2 separate regions of the Mus musculus genome follow, and region 1 is linked to region 2. A link is a contact called in public Micro-C data. All regions are on one chromosome and are shown on one strand. Each heading gives the region's core, a stretch centred on a gene start, on an enhancer-like site or on the middle of the called end of the contact. The rest is flanking DNA. Distances are from core to core; before and after follow the strand shown. Region 1 holds the start of Shmt2 (serine hydroxymethyltransferase 2 (mitochondrial)). Region 2 holds the start of Hmga2 (high mobility group AT-hook 2).

Region 1 (2,898 bases), core at 11-2,510, 7.0 Mb after region 2:
GGGTACAGATCGAGCCCTCTGGCTAAGTACGCAGCCTGGTCCGGCCAGCAGTCAGTGCTCTCTACCCCCACTTTCATCTTGAATAGCAAGTTCTAGAGTCAAAGGTTCAGATCATTATCCAAAGGGCAGTTTTGGTCAACTCTAACACAACGCATCCCTAATCACCCTGAGTGACTCTGCAAAGTCACAGAGCAAAGCTTGTGCCCCAGAAGCCCATGTCCCTCCAATTCAGGTGAGAGACACTGCGATTCCAGAGTCTCCCCACACACAGGAACAAAATGACCATCCTAAGGTCCTGGCTGCTCTTGTGGGGGACAGCGGTTCATCTTCCAGCACCCACAAAACAGCTAACAACCATCTGTAACTCCAGTTCCAAGAGATCTGATGCCCTCCTCTGACCTCTGTGGGTACCCAGGCATGCACGCAGTGCACACACAGTGCAGTTAAAATATTCATAAACATAAGAGGTGGACTTCCTGCAGGGCCTCCGGACATGAATACCTCCATGAGAGAAGATACCAAGCTAACAGGGCTTAACACCAGAGGCTTTTAAAGGGTGGTTTCCAGAGCAACCTTTAAAAAGTAGGAGGATAGACTTTTAAGCAGTTCTTGGAAAGAGTTGTGTACTGGCGGGAGTTGGGGTAGGCTGAAGGTGTTTGCCCAAAATCTTAATTTTATCTCACACTCACAGACACACACACACAGCACCTCGCTACCTCCTTCCTGCCCACACAGCAGCAGGACCCTTGCGTGATGAAAGTACTGAGGCTCGGTTGCATCATCTCCATAGCTCAGAGCTGGCGGGAAAAATTCAACTAGCGCATCGAAGCCGGGAACCCCACTTGTTTGCTAGGATATTGTTAACACAGCGTCTGCGGACCTTTACCTTAAGAGTCGTGTCAACTGGGTGACTACAAGACCCTACCTAGGTCGTCTGATCGCCAGAACTAGGGGCCCAGCCACCGCACATGTGCTGTCTCAGGGATTTCCTGGTTAAGCATCTGTTCCCCGAGGCCCCAGAACACGTGCAGCAAGGAGCCAGGAGAACCCCACTTTGGGTGGGCCTTTCCACTGATCATCCAGTAAACAGAACCCTGTTCTTACCCGAGTGGTCCGAAGCAAAGAGAAGGATACCATCGCTACAGGAGGCACAGGAGGACTAGCCACTAACTCTGTATCGGTGTAGTACCGGGGTCGAAAACCAGCTGCTCTTAGAACGCGTGCGCGAGAAAATTGCCCCCGTGAAGTTCGAGTGAAAGAGGCGTTCCCTGCGCATGCGCAGTACTGGGTTTTTTTAAAAAATTGCCTTCTGGGAATTGTAGTTTTTTACTTTGCTCTTTCCCATCTATACAAGTCCCGGTATGGAGAGCTTTGCCTGAAAAGTTCTTAGACTTAAAGCTCCTCCATGTCCTTTCTTGAAGCTCTTCAGAGTTTCTGTTTTGTTTTTCCTTCCGGTTTTCCAGGCAAGCGCTTTTTGGTTTGTTTGTTTGTTTGTTTATTTTCGTGTGGTTTATGCCTACCAAGCATATCTAGCATATGGTTCTCAGGGAGATTTAAAACATATTTAGAAGATAAATACACACAGTGAAAGCAGATATAGTTTGAAAGGGTAAAAGACTCAAATCCTTGCTTTAGGATTACAACACAAAGTCCTCCGTTTCTTCCAATGTTAAACCATGACATTGTCATTCCAGTACTAGGGAAGTGGAGACAGAGAGATTGAAAGGTCAAGGCTAGTAGCCTCAGCTACATGTGAAGTTAGAGGACAGTGGACCTCAGATGAGCCTGTCACACTTTGCCCACTCCAACACAAAGAGCTTGTAGAAGGGATTAAATGAAACTTCGCATTCGGACGCTGGCTCCGGTGGGTTGTCCTCTTCCCCTGACTCACAGCCTGCCTCCTCTGTGTCTATCCAGCTGTCAGGTGAGAGCAGAGTAGCCATCCCTCCTCTTCTCACACGGTTTGCATTCGTTTCTTATTTACATCTCCCTTACTCCCCAGCAGTCGCCCACTTCTTTTTTTGTTTTTGTTTTTTTTGGGGGGGGGGTTGTTTTGTTTTGTGTTTTGTTTTTTTGTTTTTGTTTTTGTTTTTTGTTTTTGTTTTTTGAGACAGGGTTTCTCTGTGTAGCCCTGGCTATCCTGGAACTCACTCTGTAGACTAGGCTGGCCTCGGACTCAGAAATCTGCTGGCCTCTGCCTCCTGAGTGCTGGGATTAAAGGCGTGCGCCACCACCGCTTGAGGACATCTTCTTAAGGCCTCTGCTCAGAGACACACAACCAAACCTCTTGGGGATTCCAGGAAGCAGTGGTTTTGAGAACCATTGGCCTCTGATAGCCATTTTATACCTTTACTCATTCAGTAGACATTTAGCCATGCCTTAGCCCTGGAGACACAAGGGGCTCACTAATAGTGACCCAGACAACACGAAACACTTCACTTTGTTCTCTTATACCCAGATAAGAGGGAGGGAGGGAGGGAGGGAGGGAGGGAGGGAGGGAGGGAGGGGGGGAAGGGGGGAAGGGAGGGGGGAGGGATGGATGGAGGGAAGGAGGGAGACAGAGACAGAGACATAGCCCTGTGAGTCAGGTTTTGGTGGTGGTTTTTGGGTTCAGTTTTTTTGGGGGGAGGTGGGGTGGAGTTGTTTTTTGGTTTTTGGAGACAGGGTTCCACTGTATATCACTAGCTGTCTTGGAACTCTCTGTGTAGACCAGGCTGGCTCAAACTCACAGAGCTCTGCCTGCCTCTGCCTCCCCAGTGCTGGGACTGAAGGGGTGTGCCACCACTGTGCTCACTGTGAGGTCTTTGTTCTGTTTCCTTTTCAGTGCTAGAGATAGAATCTAGGGGCTTATGTATGTATGCTGAGTGTTTTGTTTGTTTAAAAGACTTATTTACTTCT
Region 2 (3,075 bases), core at 492-2,991:
GTACACTCCTTGTTTTTCTAAAACACACCAACAAACTTTCTTCGATTTCCCACCTAGCTCTACGGGGGCAATTTAGGACTATTTTCTAATCCGCCTATTGGCCCGAGGGAAGCGATTTAAAGCAAAAGAAAAAATGGGAAGTTTTTGGTTTTTTTTAAAGGCCGGGAAGGGAGTTTTACTGTTCTCAATAGACGCGTCCTTAGGCTTGGAAATTGCTGCGAACGTCCCAACCCCCTGCCCGCCCGCCCGCCCGCCCCCGGCCCTGGGCGCTGCGCACAACTCTGCAACAGCCGGCTTGCACTCTTAATTGGTTGCATCCGCAGACAAAACCCTCCATTCCGCGGGGTCCTGGGTGCCCCTCGACCGTCCCTTCCCAGCCCCCAGCCACTCGCCCAAGAGGAAGCTAAAACTTGGGCTGCTCAGAGGAGCGGGATCGAGGAGCCAAAGAGGGACCCGACTCCTGGCGGGGAAGCGACCCTGGCTACCGTGCACTTTCCTTCCAGAGCTCCCTGGGCGAAGCGCGTTTCCCGGGCCCGCGGGGGCCTGGGATCCTCCGGGATCCTTTCCCCGCCAGCCCCGGCGGCTGTAGCAGCTCGGCAGGCATTTAAATATCCTCGGGAGGAGCACCAGGCGGGCAGTCGGCTCCGCACGCGTTCTTTGTCGGGAGGGCGCGAGCCTTGGGCCATGGAGTGTGGGGAGGGCACCGAGGGGGCGGCCGCGGCGCATCAGCCTCCTACGGGAAGGCGGCCCCGAGAAGCCGGAGAAAGCCGCGGGTCTAAGAGCTTCGGACTCGCAGTCCTGCCCCTCCTGAACTCCCCAGTCCCCCCAGTCGCCAAAGCGGCTGACAAAGCGACGCTTTTATTCTTTGGGACCCCCGAGGCTCGATGCCCCCCCCCCGAGCCACGCCGCGCCGCTCCGGGGCTGCGCACAATAGCGAAAGTCCCTGTCCACGATTCGCGCGACCCCACCTCCACCGGGTGGCTACGGCTCGCCGCGGGACCCCAGCTCTTGGAGCCGGGGAGCGCGGGTACCCGGAGAGACTGCGCCGCGCACTCTCCAGGGGAACTCGGTCTCCCGCCCCACCTACACCCGGGTGGCAGGCGGGCTAGCTTGCGCTGCCGTAGCCGCTGCGCTCCCGCGCTCCGGTCGCCCGGCGTGTCGCGGGGCCCCGGGGGCAGAGGCGTCGCGGGTGGGCTGAGTGGCCCCTCCGCGTCGGCGTACTGACTTGCTGCTGCTTCCTGGGTCGGCCGCGTCCTCGCTTCTGTGGCACCGGGGCGGCAGGTTGTCCCTGGGCTGATGTGGACGGCTGCCCGGCGCCCTCACCGCGTGCGCTCATCCTGCCTCCCGCCGCCGCTACCACTGCCTCTACCGGTACCGCCGCTGCAGCCGCTCGGCCTCCGCCGCCCCGAATCCGCCCAGCACCTTTCGGGAGACGGGATGTAGAGAGCTGGAGAGGGCAAGAGCGGCGAGAGCAGGCGAGCTGGCGAGTGCGCCGGGGACTACTGCTGCTGCTTAGGCTGCCGCCGCTGCCACCATCAACACCGGACGTCCAGCGGCTGCCAAAAAGAGAGAGGGGAGGAGGAAGAGAGGAGGAGGAGAGGAGGAGGAGGAAAGGAGGAGGCGCTGCGGGCAGTGGGTGGCGGAGGTAGAGGTGGAGGTAGGGAGAGGAGGCGGGAAGCGAAGGAGAGGGAAGAGTTGGAGGCGGAGAGGGTTGCTCTCTCCGCAAAGGCTCGGGAGTTGCGGGTACTGGGACGCTCGGCAGCGGCTTGGAGAGGGAAGAGACTTGGAGTGAATTGTGTCCCTTGAAATGTTAGGCGGGGAAAGAATTCCGCCTCCTCTCCCCCACCCCAGAGGGAGAGAGAGGGAGGGGGGCGGGAAGGAGAGACAGAGACGCAGAGAGCCAGAGAGAGACACAGAGAAGAGGGACAGAGACAGAAACTCAGAGAGAGACAGAGACAAAGAGACAGAACGGGACAGAGATAGAGACTGACTAGTGCGGTCAGAAACCGAGGAGAGAGTGGAAGTTTCTGCCAGGATCCGGTAGGGCGCCCAGCTCAGCTCTAGCAAGGAACAGAGCAGTGGGTGGCACCGCGCCTCCTCGGGTGGCGGGGTCAGGCGGCGGCACTGCACAGATGCAGAGGGACAAGCTGCTGGCCTCTGCGCTCTGCACCCGGAGCCCAAGTTTTGCCCGTGCTGCAAGTTTTCAGAGTTCCTGCCCGGGATTCAAGAGGGATGAGTGTGTGCGTGCGTGTGCGTGTGTGTACACGCGCGCTCGCACTTGCGGAGGGGGTGGCGGGAACGGGGAGTGCCCACCTCTGATCGTGGGCGGATAAAGGGGAGGGGGCTGCAGGAGAAGCAAGAGGAGGGGGCAGGCCAGGCGGACAGCCGAGCCCAGGCGCCTGGCCGCGGGCCAGAGGCAGCGTTCGAAACACAACTGCCTCGAAGGCGGCGGCGCCCGGTTGCCACCCGGAGCCCCGGCTCACGTGCTCCCGCCAGCAGTGGGGTTAAAAAGACAGGGCCTAGGCTCTCCTGCCGGATCGCCGCTGGAGGCCACCCCTGAGCGGCTGTCCTAGGAAGGCGAAAGAAAATGACTATCTCAGAGTCACCCTGGAGAGCTTGGCTTCTACCTGTGCTTCCACCGAGGGTTGCCCGAAGTTTCCGGAAGCATTCAGGGTCAACCGCCGCTGTCTACTATTTCAGCCCCGGGAAAAGAGCGACCAAGGAGTCGGAGCGCCCCTTGCGACCCCCCCCCCCCCCCCGCTCCACTGAGAAATGCCCTCACCCCAGAGTGCACGGGCCGGCGCACAAACAAGCGTGCACAAAGATACACGGGCCCACGCGTGTGATCGCAGACAAGCTTGCACGAAAATTCATGTGTGCGCGCACACACACTTCACTGGCAAGCAGGCATGCAAACAAACCCGTGCTTAAGCACACACTACCAGACACACGATGGTGCCAGTAAGCACATTCGCAACAAAAGCACACACTTGCACACTATACACAGGAACACCGAGTGTGCCAGCTCCTTTATCGAGGTCCCCTCCCCCAGGACTGACTCCTGGAGCAGGCGCT

What was found. A called contact is a pair of places that touch in the nucleus more often than the background predicts.
Region 1: a contact with region 2 is called in a Micro-C map of embryonic stem cells, with 6 times the contacts expected there. The contact joins the promoter of Shmt2 here to the promoter of Hmga2 in region 2. A contact is called at or near these places in 1 of 39 promoter capture datasets (cranial neural crest) and 1 of 484 Hi-C or Micro-C datasets (embryonic stem cells).

Annotation. Positions count from the first base shown.
Region 1 is chr10:127,521,184-127,524,081 of GRCm38.p6, forward strand. It overlaps Shmt2 (serine hydroxymethyltransferase 2 (mitochondrial)), which reads right to left and starts at 1,261. Exons shown (of 12, transcript NM_028230.4): 1 at 1,105-1,261. The coding sequence starts at 1,137.
Region 2 is chr10:120,474,728-120,477,802 of GRCm38.p6, forward strand. It overlaps Hmga2 (high mobility group AT-hook 2), which reads right to left and starts at 1,742. Exons shown (of 5, transcript NM_010441.3): 1 at 1,226-1,742. The coding sequence starts at 1,336.